Linked DNA regions of Mus musculus: region 1 is linked to region 2. A link is a contact called in public Hi-C data. All regions are on one chromosome and are shown on one strand. Each heading gives the region's core, a stretch centred on a gene start, on an enhancer-like site or on the middle of the called end of the contact. The rest is flanking DNA. Distances are from core to core; before and after follow the strand shown. Region 1 holds the start of Qars (glutaminyl-tRNA synthetase). Region 2 holds the start of Abhd14a (abhydrolase domain containing 14A).

The links. Hi-C and Micro-C count contacts between places; a contact is called where the count stands out from the background.
Region 1: a Hi-C map of B cells shows a contact between it and region 2, with 5 read pairs. The contact joins the promoter of Qars here to the promoter of Abhd14a in region 2. A contact is called at or near these places in 1 of 39 promoter capture datasets (the 3T3-L1 cell line) and 1 of 484 Hi-C or Micro-C datasets (B cells).

The regions. Positions count from the first base shown.
Region 1 is chr9:108,504,098-108,510,209 of GRCm38.p6, reverse strand. It overlaps Qars (glutaminyl-tRNA synthetase), which reads right to left and starts at 2,205. Exons shown (of 24, transcript NM_133794.2): 1 at 2,011-2,205; 2 at 1,680-1,827; 3 at 1,224-1,333; 4 at 986-1,061; 5 at 705-769; 6 at 62-115. The coding sequence starts at 2,127.
Region 2 is chr9:106,442,750-106,449,113 of GRCm38.p6, reverse strand. It overlaps Abhd14a (abhydrolase domain containing 14A), which reads left to right and starts at 1,436. Exons shown (of 6, transcript NM_001110271.2): 1 at 1,436-1,583; 2 at 3,280-3,588; 3 at 4,808-5,024; 4 at 5,172-5,287. The coding sequence starts at 4,831. It overlaps Abhd14b (abhydrolase domain containing 14b), which reads right to left and starts at 474. Exons shown (of 4, transcript NM_029631.3): 1 at 405-474.

The DNA of each region.
Region 1 (6,112 bases), core at 956-3,455, 2.1 Mb before region 2:
AGCTGTAAGTCTCTCTCGTTCTACTGCACTCCCAGTTATCTTGGGCAATTCCTAGCCTCACCTTGGGCTTCTTCACCAGATCAGCTTCCATCTTGGGCCCCAAAAGGTGAAGCACCTGAGCAGATAGATACAGACAAGGGTGTACTCTCTCAAGAATCTCCTGATGGAGTCCTTCCCCGACAACCAAGGGCTTCCTGGCTTTTCTGCCAGCCAACCTATCCACCCCATCCCGCTGTATCTCATCACATGTTTTGCTGTTTGACATGGGATCTTACTATATATCCTCGGCTGGTCTGGAACTCACTATGAGGGCCAGATTAGTACTCATAGAGATCCACCTGCCTCTGCCCAGCTGGCTTCTTCACATGGTTCTACTGGCCTTGAATGCTTTTTCCTTTCTGAGGACTTATCCTGGGCCCAGAGAACGAGTGCTGCCATTTACAGATAAATAACGTGGGCCCAGCATCACGATAAACAATGTACCTCAGTCATCGTCCTCTTGTGATTCTTTGCCAGATATCAATAAAGGCCACAGCATGCACATGTGAGAGGAGGAAGCAGCTTCCCAAGAAAGGGGGTCACCCTCACTCAGAGACCCAAGTTAAGCGCTACTCCCTCCACACTGGGCTCCACTTTCCCTGTCAGAAGAAGGACAGGGTCTCGTTCCCTTTATCTCCGGAGCATCTTCTTAGGGAGGTGCCCACCTGCATATCCACCTCGTTCTTGATCATTTTGCCGTCTGCCCATCTGAGCGCAGCCCGAGCCTCTCCTAAGAGGATAAACATAAGAAGCTGCAAGGAGGAAAAGGGAGGATTTCTTCCCCTCCTCAAAGAAGGCCCAGCTGACTCAGGACCAGGACCCTGTCAGAACACTAGCACCCTGTCCCTGCTCACACTCCCATCGCCCTTCCCATGAATGCCCAAAATGAAAGGAACAATCAGAATGATGCACTTCCAAGTAACTCCCTGCCCCAGATCCAACTCACCCATTAGCAGCCCCATGTTGAAACGGTACCGTTCCGCTAGGAGCTGCAACTGATGCTTATTTATGGTGGACTCCACCTGCAGAAAGCCAAGCCATATGGTTCATGAACACCTCTTCAGAAGCAGTCAGGAGACCAACAGCCACTCTCACTGTGGGTCTGTGGAGAAAAGCTACACCACTCCTTTGCAGGGGCAGAAGAACTAGGAGGAGATATCTGATGCCTGGAGGAGAGGACTTACAGCTTCCTCAATCTGCTCCGGTGTCACCACCACACCGACGCCACACTCCTGCTCGAAGTCCTTGGTATCAATGGGATCCTGGGGATGACTCCGAACATATTCAAGAGCAGCTGAAAACGGAGGGGCAATTAACTAGACAAGTCAGCTCCAAGAAGTGGGTAGATAGGGCCTTAGTACAGTGAAGAGGTAACTATTTCGGTTACTTAGATGCCTAAGAGGTTAGGCCCTGGCACCACTGAAGAGAAGCACTGAGACCAGAGAAAAGAGAAGCCATGTGTTCTGAAGCAGGCTTCTCATTGTGGTAACTCTGCAATCCACACCAGAGGTCTCTACCTCCATGCCTCAGTGCCTGTCCAGAACCTGCTGTCCAAAAAGCAACACTTGACAGAAAAAGCAAACTCGAGTCTTTGCTAAAGAAGAGATTGAAGGTGGACTAGTAAAACAGACGGGACTCACCGCTCAGCTGGAGTCCCGTGTGAATCTTCTTATTGGCTATATAGCTCACAAGGAAAGAACGACGCCGAGTATCCCTGAGTCGGGAGACCAAGTCATATAGGAGGACCCCAGTAGCCTTGTCGATGGTAGAACCCAGAATCTGGTGTGCCTGGAGTCAGGGGGCCGGGGGAAAAAAGATCCATTCCCAGTGAGTTAGGATGAATCACTTTAAAGTGTCTTCCTCTTCCCACAAGGCAAGAGCAGGACACCCGGAGCAAATCAAGATCTGGACCCAGTCCCACGTTGCTCTGGAGCACAGCAAGCAGCTAAGGCCAGGGAACAGGGCTCGCACCTGGGTCGCCGCCTCGCGCAGCTGAGTGCTCAGAGCCTCGTTCTTGAGCGTCTCGCGGGCCTTGTTCTCGCTAAGGCCAAGGCCGGTGAACAGCGCTAGCGAATCTGGAGTAGCCATAGCAGGCACACCGGAAACCAAAAGAAACTTTGGGCCTCATCTGAACAGCGACCTTTGCTCATTGACCAATAGGAGTACGAAGCCTTGAAGAGAACCAATGGTGGCCTTCCTCGGTGAAAGGGGCGGGGCCAGCCAGGTAGTCAACGCCATTTATGAGTCAGAGAGCGAGCGGACTGGCTTTTCCAGGCAGTTAGCTTCCGCCTTCCCGGTTCTAGGCAGTTGACAGGGTTGGGTCCGTGCGACTTTAAAAAAATTGCCATGGGCGTGGAAAGGGAAAGTGTTTAGCAACAAAGCTGCAGGTAGACTCAGGCGTGGCCTCTCCCCCCTCAGCCCAAGGAACCCGACACTATCCTCTTGTCGGAGAGCAAAAGTTCCGGCCGCGTTTTTCAACGTCACAGCTTTGGGGTTGTCATGGCAACATAAATGAATTCCCTGAATTTCCTGGTCCACATCACTGCAGAAAATATATAGAATGACCTACCTAGGGACCACATAAACCTGGTACTTTTTAAGTGCGTACTGGGACACAGCAAGGAGAAGCGAAAGAAAGGCCAGAAGGGACTTCATAGGAAGGTCTATGATTTCTTTAAAATCTTATGCAAACAAGGTGCATCAACATGCCACAGGAAGCACTGATTGGACCAACTGGGTACCCAAGACAAACCTGTTGAGGTTTCTTGGGCGAGTAAGAGGCAGGTGTTCTGGAGTGGGAGAGACTTGGTATACTCCTTTAATTCCAGAGACAGAAACAGGGGAATTCTCTGCAAGTTCAAGGCCATCTGGGTCACATAGTGAGACTATGTCTCGAAAAATAAGAAAACAAAAAGATGCATTGTTCACATATATGAAATTGTCAAGGAGTAGATAAAAAATATCCTGGGAGCTTGGAGAGATGGCTCAGCATTTAAGAAGAGCACTCCGGCAGGGCGGTGATGGCTCACTCCTTTAATCCCAGCACTCAGGAGGCAGAGGCCTGAGTTCGAGGCCAGCCTGGACTAAAAAGTGAGTTCCAGGACAGCCAGGGCTATACAGAGAAACCGTGTCTCAAAAAAACAAAGAAGAGCACTCGTAGGCGGATCTCTGAGTTTCAGGTCAGCCTGGTCTACAGAGTGAGTTCCAGGACAGCCAGGACTACACAGAGAAACCCTGTCTTGTAACAACCAAAATAAATAAATAAAGAAGAAGAAGAGCACTGCCTATTCTTCCAGAGAACCTGGGTTCAATTCCTAGCACCCACAAAGTGGTTAAAATATATGTATTGTCTGTTGCAGGGGATCCAGTGCCCTCCTCAGGTCTCCACAAACAGGGTTCTAGGTCCTTAGATCACACATAGTGGCAGGAGAGAACTGACTCAGAATATTGCACACACACACAGTTTTATATTTCTAAATTGAATTAATAGCACTTTGTGGTCTTGGAAAACATCAGGGTTTAGTTCCCAGCATCCACATGATGGCTCTCAACAAACTCTAACTCCAGTTCCAGGAGATCTAATGCCCTCTTTTGGCCCCCTGTGGCACCATACATGTGATTGATACTCATATAAATACAAATACCCATACAATAAGATAATATGGCATGCGTGTTGGCATAGGCCTTTAATCCCTGTGCTCAGGCTAAGGTAGTCAACCTCTGTGAGTTCATGGGCAGCCTGCTCCCCCTAATAAGAACTGTAAAGTCTAGTGCCACTCTTAGCCATTTCAGAGCTGCCAAATATCACACACACAGGCAAACAACCCACAAGCAAATCCCTCCATGGGACTTCTAAGGTAGGGACAGTGTGAAACAGAGGGTAATCCTGATAATAGCTGTAGTGCGCCGGGCAGTGGTGGCACACAACTTTAATCCCAGCGCTTGAGAGGCAGAGGCAGGTGGATCTCTGTGAGTTTGAGGCCAGCCAGGGCTACACAGAGAAATCCTGTCTCAAAAAATAAAAAATAAAAATAGGGCCGGGCATGGTGGCGCTCGCCTTTAATCGCAAACTTGGGAGGCGAGGGCAGGCTGATTTCTTAGTTCAAGGCCAGCCTGATCTACAAAGTGAGTTCCAGGACAGCCAGGGCTACACAGAGAAACCCTGTCTCAAAAAAAAAAAAAAATTTAAAAAGTAAATAAAAATAAAATAGCTGCAGTGTGCTGGGTGTAGTGACACACCCCTTTAATCCCAGCACTCGGGAGGCAGAGGCAGGTGGATTTCTGAGTTCGAGGCCAGCCTGGTCTACAAAGTGAGTTCCAGGACAGCCAGGGCTATACAGAAAAACCCTGTCAAAAAAAACAAACAAACGGGCTGGTGAGATGGCTCAGTGGGTAAGAGCACCCGAATGCTCTTCCGAAGGTCCAGAGTTCAAATCCCAGCAACCACATGGTGGCTCACAACCATCCTTAACGAGCTCTGACTCCCTCTTCTGGAGTGTCTGAAGACAGCTACAATGTACTTACATATAATAAATAAATAAATCTTTAAAAAAAAATAGCTGCAGTGCCTGTCTAACTTTAAAGATTTCCTGGCAAGGTGGCTGGGCGTGGTGGCACACGCCTTTAATCCCAGCACTCAGGAGACAGACGCAGGTGGATTTCTGAGTTCAAGGCCAGCCTGGTCTACAAAGTGAGTTCCAGGACAGCCAGGGCTACACAGAGAAACCCACCAAAAAAAAAAAAAAAAAGAGAAGAAAAAAAAAAAAAGATTTGCTGACAAGGACAAAACACACAAGTTGTTCTTCATGTGGAAAGTGAAGAAGTCAACCACTGTTAGTAGAATGGTGAAGAAATTCCCAAATGCAGAACTGGAGTTGAAGCTTTTGGAAGCCTGATGTTCTTCTGGATCTTCAGGGACTGGTCAGGAGATTGATAAGGTTGCCTTGTGCTGACATCCCACAATTACCAAGGGTCACATTTGAGTCTACATGTAGCTCTCCCATAACGACCTCCTTGCCAGGTTCTGTCCAGAGCCACAGATCCAATCCACTATCCTGAGGGCTCCATCTTACCCTAGCATGCACAGCATGTGGAAGGCCAGGTTTGTGAGTTGGATAAATGATGCAGGATAGCTATCTAAGCAAAGCCATGGCCACATCAGCACTGTGCCAAGTCTGCAGCTGCAGAAGGCCAGACAGCGCAGCATAAGGGCCCATAATGAGCAGAGCCATACAGAACACCTTGCCAGGCATAGCAGTATATTCCTGTTATCTTAGCAATTGAAAGGCAGAGGCAAAACTGCCATGAAATTGAGGCCAGCCTCAACTGCATAGCAAGAGGCTGTCTGAAAATAAAATAAAAATAACTTGCCACTATCAGTGTTTCCTCAATACCTGATGCCAACCAAGGACTCATTCCTACTCAGTCCCCACCATCACTAAGACCTGCAGGTCTGGCAATGGCCTCCTGAATGGGGTCGAACCTATTCTCCTTTACCTCGTCTCCTAACCCATCCCCCCCACGGAGCCAACAGCTCAGTGTAACAGCCTGAGACAGTAGCTCTTCCAGTACTATGTCACTTGTCTAGTCAGACCTCAGGAACCATGACTTACACAAAGCAGAAATGAAAACAGTTGTATGGCCCTAGCCTATAGGTTAGCCTTTCTGTAGGAGTACCACCTCCAAGAAAAATGTCCAAGTACGAAAGCTAGGTAGCAGCCAGTAAAACCCATCATAGCATGCAGTCAGGTAGATGCATAAACAAGTCTTTTTCTTTTTTTGTTTGTTTTTTGGGGGTTTTTTTGAGGCAGGGTTTCTCTGTGTAGCCCTGGCTGTCCTGGAACTCACTTTGTAGACCATGCTGGCCTTGAACTCAGAAATCCGCCTGCAGCCGGGCGTGGTGGCGCACGCCTTTAGTCCCAGCACTCAGGAGGCAGAGGCAGGTGGATTTCTGAGTTCGAGGCCAGCCTGGTCTACAAAGTGAGGTCCAGGACAGCCAGGGCTATACAGAGAAACCCTGTCTTGAAAAACCAAAAAAAAAAAAAAAAAAAAAAAAAAAAAGAAATCCGCCTGC
Region 2 (6,364 bases), core at 187-2,686:
GCCTCATCTAAACCAGCACTAGCGTACTGTGGGTGAACTAGTAATACAGGCAGGAGATCAAGTTTGTTTGGGACGAAGGCCCTTTTTCCAGAAGCAGAAACACATGCACCGGTCAGCAAGGACTTTGGAGTTCCTGACTGCCAGGGACGCGGGGTGCTCAGCGCGCTAGCCGCTGGAGCCCAACCAGTTGACGCTGCGGTCACCCGCGCTGCCAAGGCTCCCCGGCTCACTGGCCACAGTTCCAGAACCCTGAGTCTGTCTGGAGGAAGCAAGGGAAGGAGGGGTAGCCTGGAGAGGGAAGGAGAGGTGACCTGGAGAGCCGAGATGAGAAGCCTGGGGGCAGGTGGGTTCTGAGTGGAGACGCCAAGAGAGGGAGTCGAGAGTACAGGAAATGTGCGTGGTACCTGGAAATGTGCGTGGTCTTCCGCAGGAGAATGGCGTGTGCTATTGACGGGTGGGGAGAGAAGTAGGAAAGGGGTGGGGACAGGAGGTGGGGACAGGCCTAGGCGTTCCAGGCGCCCTCTCTTGGTCACAAGCTGCCACTAGGCTCGTCTGCACCTTAACCCTTCGTTCTTTGATCAAACTTGTTTTCCCAAGCCCACCTCCACCCCATGTGCACCAAAAACAGGGTTGAAGATCTCGAAACAGTCAGCGAACTGCATCCTCATTGATCTGCTCCACAGATCATTTCCACACAGAAATGGCTTGACTTAACGGGCGAAATATTTCTGGTATCTTTGCTGTTTTCCCCAACCCCCAACCTCCCATCCCATCCCATCCCTCACCCTGAGTCAGGACAGTACATGACGAGTTGTACACCTGTCATAAAGCTGACATGCTACATATCTGAGTGGAAGGCTCCGCCAAAGTTCGGCCAGGTGACATCGGAGTGTGTTCTGAGCCTGTAGAATGAATCCGGTTAATGCCAACTTTGGCGAGGTACCAAATGAGTAGTGAATCTTTTGCACCCTTCCTGGCCTCCCTGCCCCAAAGTCTGGTTGCAACACAGAGGCCTGAACCTGGGACAGACCAGACGTTGATCACAGGTTGCCAACCAAAAATAAATGTCCTGAGCAGACCAGACTTAGAAGACACCTTAAGCTCTGACCCGTCTGGGGAATGGGGCGAGTAAAGAAAATGCTTGGGCAGAAGTCTGGAGCTGCTGCATCATCTGGCATTAACGCTAGGAGAGCTTGGTGCCAAGAACTCTTCTGAGACCTGACCTGTCCTTAAGTTCCATGACATCCTTACACAGCGTGTCTTTCCTAAACCCCATTTTGCAAACAAACCTGCGGAAATTGATGAACCGGGTGACTTTCCACAGGCTCTCAGGCCAATAACAATTCCTAAAATCTGGGCTGAGAGGGGCGGGCCTCGGTGCTTTAGGGCACCGCCCCACGTTCTTCCCTGGTAACCAGGCTTGGCCTGCAGCTGCGTACTGCGCAAGCGCGCCTGGGTGGCTGGACTTTAGCCGTCTGGTTACCAAGGAGGCTGTACCACAGCCGCTAGGCTGTTTGGCAGTTGGTTCCGCCTAGGCCGGGCCCCGCCTCACCGGAGCCTTTCTGGTCACTCCTGTCCACGCGGTGAGTGTCCCCAGAGAAGGAGGCCCTCAGGTTGTCCCCGGATCAGCCATCCTTGTCCCTGCCGCTTGGGGCAGAGTCCTTTGGAAGGCGCAAGCGCGGGGCAACACGTGTACAGTTTTCCTGTGCCCCTGGGCACGCGAGTGTCTGTGTGTTTTGGAAGGTCTGGGTATAAGTGCTTCTCTTCGCATTGGCGGCGGGGGGCTGGGATAGCGGGGGCTGGGGTAGTGTTTTCCGGTCTGCATGCCTGCTTGCATGTCTCTTCTGTGTTTATCTCTGCATCTGACTGTGTGTATTTCCGAAGGTTTGTGTGTGTCCTTCAGTTGGTGCGTTTCTTTCCCCGCCTGCCCCGCAGGTCCTTGTTTGCTAGTAGTTTGTTTTCCCCTAGGTCTTTTTTCTTAAAACATTTATATTGGTGGTGGCACATAAGGAGGTCAAGTCCAGACTTGCTGGAGTCCATTCATCCTTCCACTACTGTGAATTAATTCCAAGGATAAAAGTCAGATCGTCAGGCTTGCAGCAGGTGCCCTTCACCTGTAACTCTTGCCCTTTTAGTATTTCATTTATTTCGGGGGATGTGTATGGAGCTCAAAGGGCAGTTTTGGGAATTGTTTCTTTGCTTTCACCCTATGGGTCCTGAATTTCCAACTTCCATACCTGTGTGTGGGTTGTTTTTTGTTTTTTTTTTTTTTTTCTCCGAGACTGTGTCTATGTGACCCTGGCTGACCTGGAACTGCCTATGTAGACCAAGCTGGCTTCAAATTCATGGAGATCCTCCTGCCTCTGGCTCCTGAGTACTGTGATTAAAGCCATTGAAGCCATGGGCCACCTGCCTGACTTCCATATGGTTTTGAAATCCTATGTGTCCATCCTGATAACAAAAACCTTATTTTGGGTCACAGAATAATGTCCTGTGACAAAATATTTCCTGGGGAGAGAAAACACACATCTACTTATCCCAGATAGGGAGCCCATGACAGTCCACAGTACGGATACCACCAAAGTCCAACTTGGTGAACCAATGATTTTTATTGGGGTTACTTACAGAAATACAGATAAGGGATTACTTATGGGAGCAGAAAGGACTCAAAGACAGCTATGTCACCAAAGCCCGAAACAGGGGTGACAGTTCACAAAACGTGGACACACCGCACAGCCAGCAGGCAGCTCTCCTGGTTGGGGAGTGTCTTTCCCAAGTGCCTCAGCTGGTGTGAACCTATTGTAGGCAGCTCGGCTGGTTTCTGCTTCTTTGGGGAGCTGGCGTGCTCTCGGAGGAGGCTTCTTTGCAGCTTAGCTTTATGTGGTGGGAGAGGGGTTCTCTCTCAGCTTTTGTGGTTTACTCTGGCAGGGAGGGCTCTAGTGAATCTGATCAGTTTCAGGGGAGTTCTTGAAGCTGATTTCTGGCTGTTCACCTCCCTGCTTAAGGAGCTCCTCTGCAGCATGAAATATTTTGACTTTGGAAGAGACTGTTAACGCACCCATGTATGGGATTTATGGGTGTTAGTGTACAAGTGTGACTGCATAAACCAAATGGGTGTGCAAAGAGGCTATGGTACATTTAGGGGATAGCTTCTTGAAAAGTGTGTGGAAGCCAGGCTCTTGTGTCTGTTATGAGTGTGTGCACACTGTGTGCTGTGGAAGAGGGGCATTTCGGTAACCAGAGCAAGCACAGTTTACCTCCAACCTCTTCCACCCGCAGTGCAGTCTGCATCAGAACCCCTACAGTTGTCTAGTCTTGGGCACCCAAGTTGCCATGGCAACGAGTGAAACCCCACCCCTTGACCCTGAAAGAAGGATGGGACACTAAGAGTGGTCCATCCGGATGTTCCGCCTCTTGGGAAAGCTGCACTGGAGACAGGCAGCCTTGGCTGCTCCAGGTTAGGAGGAAGAGTGTGCTCTTTCTGCACCCGGCTCCTGATTTTCTATCAGCACTGGAAGATCTGCTGAAGCCCACGCACAGCCTGACTTCGGAGCTAGGGAGTGAGGCCTGCAGAAGAGTTCCACAGAGGTGGGTGTGGCCCCAGGTGGGCCCCAGCTCCTAGCCCTACCCCACACACTTTGTTTACACTCAGTAAAGATGCACCCAGAATCCCAGAGTAAGACAAGCACGGTCGTCTCAGGCCCAGCAAATGATGACGGGGACACCCCATCTCCAACAGCTTAGGTGGAGTGTATTGTGTAAATCTCCCAAGAAGCTTGGGCAGGTACCACCAGGAAGTTATCCCAAGTTACAGAACTCAGCTCAAGGCAGAGGGGAATTCTCCAACCAGGACCTCCTGCCCTCTGGGCTGACAAAGCCTTCTCCTCCCTCCTGGAGGAGTCCATGAAGAGGTCATTTGGCAGAAGTGGGGTGGAGGGGTAGGGAATATTCTTCTCTCTGGCTTTCATGCTTTCCCTTCCATTTCTAGACCCACTACATCCTCCCAGCCCCCACCATCTCACACCTCAACATCATGCCCAACATTCTTTGCAAACTGGCCCATGACACTTGGGGCAACCACGAACTGCTGGTTTTAGCAGTTTATTCATTGTGAAGAAAGACAATCATTTCCAGGCCCGTCCTCAGTGGAGCTCTCTGCACTTTGACCTTTAGCAGCCTTCATGACTCCATCCGCCACTGGGTCTGAGGTTCATCCAACTCCCACCAATACAATGTATTCTTCCAGAACACTCGATCTGGTGTTTTGGAAACTAGCCCTGGGACCCGGTTCCTCGGTTCCTCGGCTGCCTCTGCAGCAGAGAATTCACCTGTGAGCCTGGATTCTTTGTGTCAGAGAACTTTCATCATATCTTCTCTTTGTGTTTTCTGTGGCTTCTGGGTGCTTAGTGTAGAGACCCAAGCACGGCGGCTACAGCCAGAAGAGCTGGTTTAGCTAACACAGTGATAATGATAGCCATTAAATATGAGAGATAACTCATGCACTTCTTTATTATTTTTGTTTTGTTTTGATATTTCGAGACAGGGTTTCTCTGTACAGCCCTGGCTGTCCTGGAACTCACTTTGTAGACCAGGCTGGCCTCGAACACAGAAATCCGCCTGCCTCTGCCTCCAGAGTGCTGGGATTGAAGGCGTGCGCCACCACTGCCCGGTTCATGCACTTCTTATAGTGGAGTGTCCCAGGCCTTTGCCCTGGCCTGAGAAGTAGATGGGTATGAGCATCCAGACATTCTTGAGGGCAAGAGAAGGGAAGTCTTCCTCAGCCTATCTCTTCCCCTTTCTCCTCCAGGTTCTATGGTACAGAAGAAATTCATGAGCCGGTACCAGGCAGCCCTGCTGGGTCTAGGCTTGCTGCTCGTGTTCCTCCTGTATATGGGCTTGCCTGGCCCACCCGAGCAGACTTCGCGACTCTGGAGAGGCCCTAATGTCACAGTCCTGACTGGTCTCACCAGAGGCAACTCTCGAATCTTTTACCGAGAGGTGCTGCCAATCCAGCAGGCACGCAGGTGAAGGTTTACTCAAGGGCTTAATGGAGGGACCTCAGTCCACCACCTGGGGCTCAGAGCCTGGGAGGGCAATGAAAGACACCTGGGAAGAAGGGGTGCTGGCTGCCCAGGTATGCCCATACCACATGTCTCCCCATGTGTCTCCAGGGCAGAAGTCGTGTTTCTCCATGGAAAAGCATTTAATTCCCACACATGGGAACAGCTGGGGACGTTGCAGCTACTGTCAGAGAGGGGCTACCGGGCTGTGGCCATCGACCTTCCAGGCGAGTACCCCTGCATTCAAGGTAAAGGCGAGTACCCCTGCATTCAAGGTTAGAGAGGGCAGGCTGCAGTGGGGATGAAAGAAGACACCAGAAGGGAGAATTGGAGGGGTGGCAAAGCAGGAGCGTGTGGATCCCCATGTCTGGACAAAACCAGTGGCAGGTCACGAGAAAGGACCACAATAAAAGCTTGTTTTTATTTTCTACCTTGAAAACTACACTGTGAGGTATTTATCGCACATCACAGAGAAAACAGAAAAGTGATTGATTGGTTGATTGATTGATTGATTTCGTGAGCAACCATCAGAGGCTTTCCCTGTGCTTTTTGTGACTGTAATTTTTGTGGCTTTTTTTTTTTTTTTTGTTCCCCCATCAGGGGCAGATAACTTGTTAGAGTCGGGCCTCTCCTTCTACCTTATTTCTCAGGATCAAACTCAAATTGTCAAGCTTGGTCACAGGCCCCGTAACCCACTCACTAGGCAACCTCGCCGACCTGGATTCTTTTTAACTCTACACATGGACTATGCCTTTCTTTGGGTTTGTTGTTCTTTCTGGTACTGTGGATTGAACCCAGGGCCTCAAGAATACTAGGCAGGCACTCAACCGCTAAGCTACCCTCCTCGCCCCATGCTAACATTATTCTATGAGAAACTGTGGGGGATGCGGGTGGCCAGGGACTAGAGAGAGGGCTTAGCAATTGAGAAAGCTCATGAGCTGTCCGGCAGCATAAGAGGGCATCAGATCCCATTACAGATGGTTGTGAGCCACCATGTGGTTGCTGGGATTTGAACTCAGGACCTTCGGAAGAGCAGTCAGTGCTCTTACCCGCTGAGCCATCTCCCCAGCCTCCGATTTTTTTTTATTATTTTAAATTTTTAAATGTTTTTTAAAGATTTATTTATGTATACAATGTTCTGTCTGCATGTATGCCTACGCACCAGAAGAGGGCACCAGACCTCACTGGGAATTGAACTCAGGACCTTTGGAAAAGCAGCCAGTGCTCTTAATCCCTGAGCCATCTCTCCAGCCCTTCTGCAGAGGATTTGAGTTTGTTTTCTAATACCTATGTCAGGCAGCTCA